Linked DNA regions of Sus scrofa: all the other regions are linked to region 1. The links are chromatin contacts, called in public Hi-C and promoter capture Hi-C maps. All regions are on one chromosome and are shown on one strand. The core of a region is the stretch at or near the end of the contact, and the rest is flanking DNA. Distances in the headings are between cores, read along the strand shown. Region 1 holds the start of CFAP36 (cilia and flagella associated protein 36). Region 2 holds the start of CLHC1 (clathrin heavy chain linker domain-containing protein 1). Region 3 holds the start of MTIF2 (translation initiation factor IF-2, mitochondrial).

What was found. Promoter capture Hi-C pulls out the DNA fragments that hold promoters and counts their contacts. A called contact is a pair of places that touch in the nucleus more often than the background predicts.
Region 2: a promoter capture Hi-C map of liver shows a contact between it and region 1, with 4 times the contacts expected there. The contact joins the promoter of CLHC1 here to the promoter of CFAP36 in region 1. A contact is called at or near these places in 2 of 5 promoter capture datasets (fetal liver and liver), 2 of 47 Hi-C or Micro-C datasets (embryonic fibroblasts and heart right ventricle) and 1 of 2 datasets of contacts at active chromatin or transcription factors (skeletal muscle).
Region 3: a Hi-C map of fetal skeletal muscle shows a contact between it and region 1, with 2.0 times the contacts expected there. The contact joins the promoter of MTIF2 here to the promoter of CFAP36 in region 1. A contact is called at or near these places in 10 of 47 Hi-C or Micro-C datasets (blood, embryonic fibroblasts, fetal skeletal muscle and 5 more) and 2 of 2 datasets of contacts at active chromatin or transcription factors (alveolar macrophages and skeletal muscle).

What each region holds. Positions count from the first base shown.
Region 1 is chr3:85,740,657-85,744,325 of Sscrofa11.1, forward strand. CFAP36 (cilia and flagella associated protein 36) reads right to left here and starts at 1,773. Exons shown (of 10, transcript NM_001244775.1): 1 at 1,485-1,773. The coding sequence starts at 1,596. It overlaps LOC102163556 (a long non-coding RNA gene), which reads left to right and starts at 1,979. Exons shown (of 3, transcript XR_302482.3): 1 at 1,979-2,223.
Region 2 is chr3:85,990,353-85,994,021 of Sscrofa11.1, forward strand. It overlaps CLHC1 (clathrin heavy chain linker domain-containing protein 1), which reads left to right and starts at 1,955. Exons shown (of 10, transcript XM_021087534.1): 1 at 1,955-2,560. RPS27A (ubiquitin-40S ribosomal protein S27a) reads right to left here and starts at 1,905. Exons shown (of 6, transcript XM_003125136.5): 1 at 1,826-1,905; 2 at 1,664-1,728; 3 at 1,140-1,194; 4 at 635-720; 5 at 141-272. The coding sequence starts at 1,711.
Region 3 is chr3:85,945,563-85,949,231 of Sscrofa11.1, forward strand. MTIF2 (translation initiation factor IF-2, mitochondrial) reads left to right here and starts at 2,055. Exons shown (of 16, transcript XM_021087524.1): 1 at 2,055-2,306; 2 at 3,374-3,459. It overlaps CCDC88A (girdin), which reads left to right. Exons shown (of 39, transcript XR_002342714.1): 32 at 3,217-3,459. LOC100514282 (prolyl-tRNA synthetase associated domain-containing protein 1) reads right to left here and starts at 2,016. Exons shown (of 2, transcript XM_003125134.6): 1 at 1,864-2,016; 2 at 1-300. The coding sequence starts at 1,947.

The sequences.
Region 1 (3,669 bases), core at 523-3,022:
AGTCTCATAATAACATTACCTTCTTTAAAGGAGCATAAGTAAAAGTCACTTCGAACTTCCTTTTAAAATTACCTTTAAGAACAATACTTAATAAATACTATTTGAGGAGTTCCCCGTGAGTGGCTCAGCAGGTTAAGAATCCTACTAGTATCCATGAGAATGTGGGTTCAGTCCCTGGCCTTGCTCAGTGGGCTAAGGATCTGGCATTGCTGTAAGCTTCGGCCTAGGTCACAGATGCAGCTGGGATCTGGCATTGCAATGATTGTGGCAAGGTCGGCAGCTGCAGCTCTAAAGTGACAGCTAGCCTGGGAACTTCCACATGCCGTACGGTGTGGCCATAAAAGAAAAAAATACCATTTGAATTTTGTTCATGGCAATGAGAATGTAATGAAAAGATTCATATGTCAAAGTAAATTTCATCTTTACCAGATTCATAAAAACTTGGGATTAAAAGGGCTCTTAAAAGATCATCCAGGATAAATTGGATTCCCCTCTATAACTCCATTAAGTTGTTGTCATACTCATTCAAACACTGTCGGTGCCTGTGGAACCCATTACCTTCTGAGGCAAATGAATTGATCTGGGATACACTCTGTTAGGAAGCACTTCCTTCACAGAAATTTGTTTCCCTGTAGCTTGTACCCACTGACCCTAGCTCTATCTCACTGAACCTTACCAAAAAAAGTCTAATCTCTCCGATATAAGACAGATGCTCAAACGATTAATGGATATTACTACCCTTAAAGACTTGCCCGCCTAAACAAGCATGATAACAGTTGGGAAGTATTCACATGACATCGCTTCTTGTTCCTTTTCCATGAATGGGCTCCAATTTATCTCTAAGAACTGAAGGCAAAATTCCAAGGGTGAACTGATAAGAACCTGGGGGCACCATTTCCTCAGAGGGAATGTTATGTCACGTTTATATACCTCATTTTTTTTACAAGATACACCACCACCGCCCCCATTTTTGGTACTGCTGAAAGTCAGAGAGTTCAAAAGGGGGGCTGCAGGCCACTAGGATCATCAGCTCTGGGCCTTCTGGAGTAATCACATACCACTCCTACCCCACTCCCACGTTTTAGTCAATTGTTGGAATCAGAAGGAACTCAGGAGACAACTAAGGTCTCTCCTCCCAAGTCAATGGGGAAGTTGAAAAAGCCCACCCAAACAGTGCATTTGCCCAAGGCAGAAAGGTGAAGGAGAGGGTGAGAGGCCCAACAGAGGCCTCCCACAGGATTAAAGTCTAATGTTTTTCGGATGTGTCCTTGGGCCCAGGGAGTGAGGTATCTCGACTCCCGTTTTCATCCGTGAAGGAAAAGATGGGCGCAGTGATAGCAGTACATCCTAAAAACCAGCTCTAAACCTAGCTGACAAGAGTGGAGATCAGGGAGATGAGAGGTGGTTTGTGGTAACCATCTCTCTGCCAGCTGATGGTGTGAGAGAGGTGAGAAAGGATAGACGACTCGGGCTCTGGATTTTACCTTCACATTTCTGCTCCACAAAGTCCAAGATGGGGATGGACCAGTCCGGGCCTCGCAGGAAACCCGCAATGCTCTCCACCACCCATTCCACCTCGTCCTCTTCTGCAGCCATCCCGCGCCCACCCGGTGCCGCGGAGCACCAGGCCAGATCCCAGGAGCCTGTAAGGCCTTTCGGGTGCAGGGAGCGAAGAAGAAACAGGAGGAGAACCAGCTGCCCCCGCAATCTCCCAGCTGCCTAGAAGAAAGCTGCAAACCGGTTAACGTAATATGGTCGCTATGGCAACACGCGTAGTCTCCCCAGGCAGTAGCCCGGAAGTGAAGCCTCCTTTTTTGGAGCCTGCGCAACTCACAGTGTTGGCATTTGAAGAATGCTTCCGATTGGCTGGAAAGGAAGAGCAAGTCGAAAAGGTAGCCTTCTGCCCATTGGTCCGGAGTTGCTGGGGCCGAGAACAAATGTGTAGCCATTGGCTGGAGGTCCTAGAAGGAATGTTAACGTTCCCTCCCGAGCAGTGGCTTGGGACCGAAGCTTAGAAGTGGCACAGTGAGGGCGCACCTGGTCCTCCCTGAAGAGGCTTCAGTTCACGGTTGCATCCCCACCCCTCAGTTCCGACCATTTTCAGACACACTGGCCCAGAAACGTTTGTAATTAAAGGGTTGTTTGAAAGTACAAACCCGAGCAAAGTAGCTCTGTAAGATTTGCTGATTGGCTCAGAAGTCAGCTTGCACCGTCTAGCTGCAGGTGGGTCTTTAAATTTTCTTAAGTAGATAGAAATAACTAGAATTAGATTTTCAAGAGCAAAGTCAAAGTGAATGTTACTTTAAACGAATTTCTGAGTAACCTAACCTTGTATTAAATAACAAGCTCTTGTTTTAGATTGGGGTCCTTTGTAGAATGGGTCTTCAAAGGTCATTGAGAGAGTACTTGGCGTCCCAAAATATTTTCAAACAACCTTACATGTATTTGCATAAACGGGGTCATATTATATGCAGCTATGAAACTTTGATCACTTAATATATAATCTTTTCTTGTAAACATATGAAACCATCATTTCTTTACAGCTACATAGTATCCTATAAACCACCGCCCTTTCAAGATATATGTATATGCATATATATTATGCATTATCTTATTTGGATGCATAGACGTGATTAGTGTGCAGGTTTTTTTCTTCCCTCTGTGGTGTTGGTGTACAATGCCGTTTTTCACTTTTACAAACTGCTGAAATGAACATCTGTGTGTCTCTAAGAACTGTTGGTTTTATTGACTATTCCAGGAGATAGATTCTAGCAGAATTGCTAAATGAAAGACTATATATGCCTTGACTTACCCGATCGACCCTCAATTGCTAGATTAAATTACTTCAGCTTCTTAAATTCTTAAATAATTCTGTACTGAACATACTTTCACATGTTTTTGAACCCTCGTGTCATTACTTACTTTGAATAAATTCCCAAAGGAAAGGTTAGGCTCGGTAACCTATTTTTAAAGTCATTTTGAAAAATATCTTTGCCAATCTACTACATTAAAATGGTACATAGTTGTTTTTTTGTTTTTTTGTTTTTTTTTTTTTTTTTGGTCTTTTTTGCCATTTGTTGGGCCGCTCCTGCGGCATATGGAGGTTCCCAGGCTAGGGGTCTAATCGGAGCTGTTGACACCAGCCTACGCCAGAGCCACAGCAACGCGGGATCCGAGCCGCGTCTTCAACCTACACCACAGCTCACGGCAACGCCGGATCGTTAACCCACTGAGCAAGGGCAGGGATCGAACCCGCAACCTCATGGTTCCTAGTCGGATTCGTTAACCACTGCGCCACGACGGGAACTCCGGTATTTTTTTTCTTAAAAAAAATCTTGGAAGAGCTTTTTATATATTATTATAAGGATTTTAACTCTTTGTGACATGTTGCAATGACATCTTTGTCATTTGTCTTTAACTTAGTTAAATGTGTCTTTTGCCATAGAGGAGTTTTATATTGTTTATGTAGACTTTAAACTGCAGACAGTAAGTTATTTTTCTTAATGGATAATCATGCTCCAAACACTATTTGCTAGAAATGGGTATGGTAAAGTGTGGTGGTTTTTTAATTACTGAGAAGAGGCTAAAGGAAAGAAGGACATCATCATTCTTGGGCTAAAATATTGTGACAGCAGTAGTGGATTATTGTGTTTATTGTTCTGTCTTCCT
Region 2 (3,669 bases), core at 705-3,204, 250 kb after region 1:
AAATGGTAAATACACCACATTATATAAAGCTCATCTGAATACTAAACAGGAAAAAACCAAACCTTTATATTAAAGAGCTTAAAACCAATTACACAAGCAAAATTTTTAAGTCTATTAAATCCTATTTTAAATTGGCTCACCTTATAGTATTTTAGGACAGCCAGCTTAACCTTCTTTCTCTTATGCTTGTTCTTCTTGGGAGTGGTGTAAGACTTCTTCTTCCTTTTCTTAGCACCACCACGAAGTCTCAATACAAGATGAAGAGTGGACTCCTGTTATTGAACAAAATAGGCTTTAAAAATTATTCTATCAATGCTATTGCTCCATTGAAAACGGACAACCAACATCATGCATCTTCTAACTGGATGTGACATAAATATACTCACAGATGGAGTCTCAGGAAAAAAAGATATCTGATTTCTATATAAACTATTAGTTTATAGAAAGATTAAGGAATACTTTAAATTACACTGTGATACAACATGCAAAACCCAAAATGTCAGACTGTAGCAGCATTTCTCAATTGTCAGTGTAGGAAGCACCTGGGAACCTACTCTAATCTAATGCTATTCTTCTCACTTTTGTTATTGGTCAAAATTTCCAAACTAAGACCTGTTCTTTCTGCCATACAGACCTTTTGAATGTTGTAGTCAGACAAAGTACGTCCATCTTCCAGTTGCTTGCCAGCAAAGATCAGTCTTTGCTGGTCAGGAGGAATCCCTAATTAGATTAAAATAAATAAATAAAATTAAGTGATTGCAAATCAAGCATATCTGCTCAAGATTTACAATCCTGAATCAAATAAATGGTACTAATAGTCATCAGTGGTTTTTGCTACAGACAATGTCTAAAGTAAATGTTTAATTTTATCTTATTTAATCTTAATACGGGTTAACATGATCATTTTATAGCTGATAACAGATGTAAATTAACTAGTTCATCTAAACTCACACTTGTGAAGGTACTGCAGCTTAGCCCCATGCCAAAACATTTGTCTACTGTCTTAGTTCAAAAGCGTTTTTGTCAACCTGACCTCTTCCACCCCACCAAAAGCATTTATGTCTAATGGCCTGAGCCTCTACAGATGAGTTTTAAAATGATTATATTAATCCATATTGAGATTAGTTTTAAAAAATTACCTTCCTTATCCTGGATCTTAGCCTTTACATTTTCTATTGTATCCGAGGGTTCGACCTATAAGTTTTGAAATGCAAGTATATTAGTAACACAAAAGAAACTAAAATAAACGCTCAATTCAACTTGAAGCTTGCTCAGGTACGCAGCCTCTGGGGACTGAAGTCACCCACGCCTCTTGATTTCTCTACACTGGGCGGGCTCCCAGGCACGCACACTTCCTCCCCCAGCCCGGGCCACGGCGGTGGCAGCCGAGCCACACGTGCTCGCGCGGAGCTGCGGGGGACGCCTCCCTCCCGCCACGCCAACCCGGCTTCAGCTACCTGGCCGGGACGAGGTGACAGGCTCGGACCTTTTACCGAAAACCTGCCCTAAGCCCTTGCTCAGCAGTAACAACGCTCACTTCAAAGCCAGGTTTCAGAGGGCAGGCTCGGAAACGTACTGCAAAGCAGAATACAGCGCGAGTGCCGAAATCCGCCTCAAGCCCCCCTCCTTCAGGCCGTGCCTTCTGCCTCTGCCTCGCACGTACCTCGAGAGTGATGGTCTTGCCCGTCAGCGTCTTCACGAATATCTGCATCTTGGCGGCGGTTCCACCTGAGCGTGAGGAAAAGAAGAAAATGAGTGAGATTTGGGTACAAAGAAGGGCTACAGCGGGCCCCGGGGCGGAGAAAGACCTAGAGCACACACTCACCACAGATGGCGGATCCGAAAGGAAGGGCGCTCCGACGGTCCAAGGCTTTCCCGACGTCCCCCAAGGCCCCGCCTCCTAGGCGTCCATGCAATGCCTGAGCGCTGTCGTAGCGGCTGTCCAACCACATGCCAGACCAAGTCGTGACCTAGCTTCTCTTTTCTAGCCTGGCTTACTTTTTATTTTAACCTCCAGAGTGCTCTCTAAGTAGTAGACTTAAACAACTCAAAAATTGTTTTTAAAAAGCTTTCTCCCTCTAGTTGACGTGGCCAAGAGGGTCTTTCAAAGGGGGTGGGGTTGAGGGGGGGGCCTCACGAGGGAAAGGGAGGAAGTAGAAGTCTTTTCTGGGAACTGTAGTTTTCCAACGCTTTCTCTTTTTTTTAGGACTTCTTGTCCCGAGATGCAGTTCCACACGCCCGGGTTTCCTGGTTACTATACCTAGTTACAGCCTAGCGCTGGAGTTGGGGTTTGCTGAAGGTGGTTAAGGTTAGGTGGGAGCAAGGGTGAAGCGCAGTAATGGTTTCGGGGAAAGTGTAAATGGCTTGGAAATGGTTAGGAGGAAAAGTTAGGAGGCTGGAAAAGGGTGGAGGAACCAAAGTGTTGTTCATCCCCTTACATAAGCGGTGAGGGGCGGAGGATCAGCCATCTACCACCGAACGCTTCCCGGTTCTTCAAGGGAAGGGCATTCCTGTGGCCAACTCCAGGCAAGCTGAATAGGTGATGCTCCTAAAACCTTGGGTCGGTCTTTTTCTCGGCCTATAGCCCCTCCCCACCTTCAACCCCCTAGGCTCCCCTAGTCTGAGAAGGTTCTGTCTAGTGTGTCACTTCGAGGTGTGCAATGGCTTAATATGTTGAAAAACGTCAGAAGTTTTCAAATTTTCTAATGAAGCCATAGGGGAAAGAAACCTGCGGAATGGTTCTTTATTGTAGAGTTTCCAAGTTTAGACTTTGGAATTGTGGTGAAAATCCTAAGAGGAAATTTTTGAAGAATGTGGGGCGCTCTCCCGGCGAGGCGGGCGGGTTAGCACTTCCCCTGGCCTTTCTCCGCTGTACAAACCACAGAATCCTTATACACACCCCTCCTATTGTCTAATTACTTTATTTCTCTGTGCCCTCTCCTTTGCATCCCCATCCCCACGTTCAGGTCCTCCTTAATTTTTTTTTTTTAATGATTTTTACCTTTTCCATTATAGCTGGTTTACAGTGTTTTGTCAGTTTTCTACTGTACAGCAAGGTGGCCCAGTCACACATACACATATACATTCTTTTTTTCACATTTTCATGTTCCATCATAAGTGACTAGTAGGTCCTCCTTAATTTTCTCTGTTCCCAGTCTTTCTTTTCTAACCTACCTTCACTGTTGCCTCCAAAATATTCTAAAAAATAAAAAAATGATTATGTCATTATTTTAATTCACCTTCAAGATGAAATCCAAATTTCTTTTTCCTTTTTTTTTTTTTTTTTTTGCTTTTCAGGGTCACACATGTGACATATGGAAGTTCCCGAGCTAGGGGTTGAATTGGGGAGCTGGAGCTGCCTGCCTACACAACAGCGTCAACAGCTCAGGATCTGAGCTGCTTCTGTGACCTCCACCACAGGTCATGGCATCTCCAGATTCCCCAACCCACTGAGCAAGGCCAGGGATTGAACCCACACCCTCATGGATACTAATTGGGTTTGTAACCCACTGAGCCACAATGGGAACTCCAAATTTCTTTTTTTCTTTTTTTTTTTTTTAAGCTTTATTGAGGTATTGTTGATTCACAAGGTTGTGATAATTACTGTTGTACAACTGAGTGATTCAGTTATACATGTACAAACAGCCATTCTCTTTCAGATTCCTTTCC
Region 3 (3,669 bases), core at 805-3,304, 210 kb after region 1:
TTCCAGAAAAGCAGAATCCAGAACAAATTTCACATCTCCATCATCACAGAAGAGTGCCAATGGTGTCGCACAGCCTTGGACAACTTTCAGTTTTTCTAGCATGGCTGTTTCATCAGCAAACCGCAGATTTCCACTCCCAACACCTAACTGCTTGGCAAGATCATTTAAATTGATTTGTCTATCATGAAGAACTGTCACCAGCCAATAGCCTTTTTTCTTTTTGTCTTTAAGAAATAAGTTCTTACTATGTGCTCCTTTCAAATGTTGGATATGAGGCATCATTTCTTCAACTGTAAACACCTGTAAGATATCACATGAGAAGTTTAAAAACATGCATGTATATACATACTGCACACTACACTTGTATGTATTTTGCTTGATGGGTGAAAACAGCAAGGTTAAAATCCAGGTTACTCAAGTGCCCTGGATTTCACTGGTAGAGACCTATTCCCAGTCCATTACCCAATAATATCTCATCTCAGGACTTTAAGCAACTTCTCCTAGGCCAGTTCTCTATTCTCTGTTCTAAGCCAGTTCTCTTAGGCCACGCCTTCACATTCCTAAAATCCTTTGTTTTTCCCTTAAAATTTGGTAAAGTTTATAGCAGCCCAGACTCCGATTTCTTGGCATTCCATTACATCCAGACCATGTGACAAACTCCCCTCTACTGATAACTGCAGAGGTGAGAGGGCAGGAACACCTGCCCAATATACAAAGTAAAAAAACAGGAAGAGTATGTGGACTATAAGGGAAGGGAAGGGAGTTCCCGTTGTGGCTCAGTGGACTAAGAATCCAACCGGTATCCATGAGGATGCCAGTTTGATCCCTGGACGAACTCTGTGGGTTAGGGATCCAGCATTGCTGTGAGCTGCAGCGTAGGTCGCAGACATGTTGGATGTGGCTGTGGCTGTGTTGTAATCCAGCAGCTGTAGTTTCAATTGGACCCTAGCCTGAGAAATATATGCCACAAATGTGGCCAGAGAAAGCCAAAATAAGGGAAAGGGAAGGGTCATGGAAAATGACACAGTTTTAATGTATTTCTATACCCTTTAAAAACCATCACCATATTTAGCTAATTATCATTTAGCTGTTACTCAAGCCTCCGGCAAAAACTTTTATGTCCCTACACTACTCAGGTTACATATTGGCTAGGTGAGATATTTGCAGAGTATCTGCCCATCAATACACTAAATTATGTTTAAAAATACCAAACTCTGGAGTTGCCGTTGTGGCGCAGCTGAAAGGAATCTGACTAGTATACATGAGGATGTAGGGTCAATCCCCGGCTTCGCTCAGTGGGTTGGAGTTCCCGGATTGGCAGGAGATGTGGTGTAGGTCCCAAACGTGGCTCGGATCCTGCCATTGCTGTGGCGTAGCTGGCAGCTCTAGCTCCCATTGGACTGGGAACTTCCATATGCCTATGGTGCAGCCCCAAAAACAAATGAATAAATAAAAATATCTTGGTGTCATGTATGCATGATGCCTGATACATCATAGCCACTGGAGAAGCAGTTTACTGCTGGGCAAATGTATCTACCCATAAAGTGGACACACTGACTAACATCCCACACCAGTTCCTAACGAGTTCCACACGAGTTCCTAATATGTTGCACTAGTTCTCCACAGAAAATCAAGTCACTCCAAGAGGAAAACATAACCTTTTTTACAATACGAGGCCCACGTGGACAGGCCTTTGATGTTGCATTCTGGTCCCTTGATGTAGTCTGGATCCCGGCAAATGCCTTAAAACGTACGTTTCTAAGGTACACTACCCCTGGGCCAACTAGCCTTAGCGACTTCGCGGGACAGACGCTGCAGCGGAGCCCACCCACTCCTGCAGCCGTCCCACCGAGAGCGCCTCACCTCCGGGTGCTCCACGATCTCTGTGCGGATGGCCAGGGCACTGAGCCGCTGCTCCAGCGCCGCGCGCAACTCTGAGCCTGACATGCTGCCTTCGTGGCAGTAGCTAGAGACCCGGAAGAGGAACTGGGCGTGGCCTTCCCCCACCCGGCGGGCTGCAGGCCGAGCGGAAGTGCCTGGAAGGACTCGGGTCGGTGCTGCCAGCCGAGAGCAGGCACCTTCCGGAGGCGGGGTTGCGGCGTTTTCGCTCTTTTCTGTGGCTTTGGCTTTTTCCTGGAAATCATCCAGGTCCGCAAGGACAGCCTTACCAAATCTGAAGGGTTCCTTACCGCGTGTCCCAGCAGAGGGAGGAGCCTGCATTCTCACAGCCCTCGATAATCTCGGTTTCCTACTTCCAGCATATCTTCCATTTAAACAGAATCACAGCCAGCTAACAATTCAGTTCAGTGAGTACTGGGCATGGATTGGACGCCATAGCAGGTTTATCAAGGCAGTTAGAGGCTCCTACCCCTTCCTCTGTCCTTGTAATGTATTTTCTGTGCCAGGTACTAGTTGAAGGATTCTGTCTTGAGAGGATGCAGCCTGTGTTATTGAAACTACCTGCAGTTTTGAGGTAGCTTAAACACGCACACCTCCTCCTCAAGGCCTCTTTATAAACCCTTAAGATTCTGCTGGGTGAGCGCCCAAGAAAGACCACCTATATAAATTCCCTTACTTACTAAAACTTCCACCCACCAACTTGTATTGCCCAGCCTCTTCCGTCTTTCTATGCCCTCCTAGGAGGAGTGGTGGTGGGAGGGGTGGGGGGGACGACCTTCACCAGGGAAACTCCCTGAGGTTGTGAATCTACAGACAAAAGAAGACAAAATCCCTAGCCTTTTTTTTTTTTTTTTTTTTTTTTGCCTCTCCCAAGGCATGTGGAATTTCCCAGGCTGGGAGTGAATTGGAGCTGTAGCTGACGGCCTATGCCACAGCCACAGCAACGCATGATCTGAACTGCATCTGTGACCCACACCATAGCTCAAGGCAACGCCCATCCTTAACCCTGAGAGAGGCCAGGGATCGAACCCTCATCCTCATGGATCCTAGTCAGGTTCCTAACAGCTGAGCCACCACAGAAACGCCTCCTCTCCTTTGAAATAATTAAATGTGACAGCCACAACTCACCTCTTTCAGAGACACTCTGCCTACCTCTTTGTGGGCTGCTACACTATCCTGCAAAACTGTCACTCCCTGCTTGAATGAGGCCTAAAATTCCACTAGAGTTTAATTTATGGATTTAGATTAAGCCTCATTGTTACCAATGCTCCAGAATCACACACCTGCCTCTCCCTTGAATGGAAACTCTTATCCAAGTTTCAGGAGGAAGTTGCAAAAAGAAAAATAAGTGCTTGTTAGAACTAACTAGGCGCAAGATGGCAGAAGATCTAATTCCAGTAGACCTTGGGCTTTGTATGTTCACTGTAATACATCAGCATGCTAAATGAGGGCACCCACCAATTGTCCCTGACAGTTGACAATTGCCATGACAACAACTGGAAAAGCCCACTCAAGGACTGAAAAGGAGTGGTCTGGCTCCAAACCACCCCCTATTCTCAGGTAAGTCATGAATATTCCTCCCACTCTTTCCAGTTTCCTCCCTTTTACATCAACCCTCCAAGATATATGATGTCTGCCTGAATTGCATAGAGAAGTTAATTTGCAAACTAGGTTCCCCCTTCTGCATTGTTTATCCATTGCTATCTCAGCATCAGTTTCGTTATTGGCTGTGGAAATCTGATCAGAAAAAATCCTCTCTTGGACTTCCTG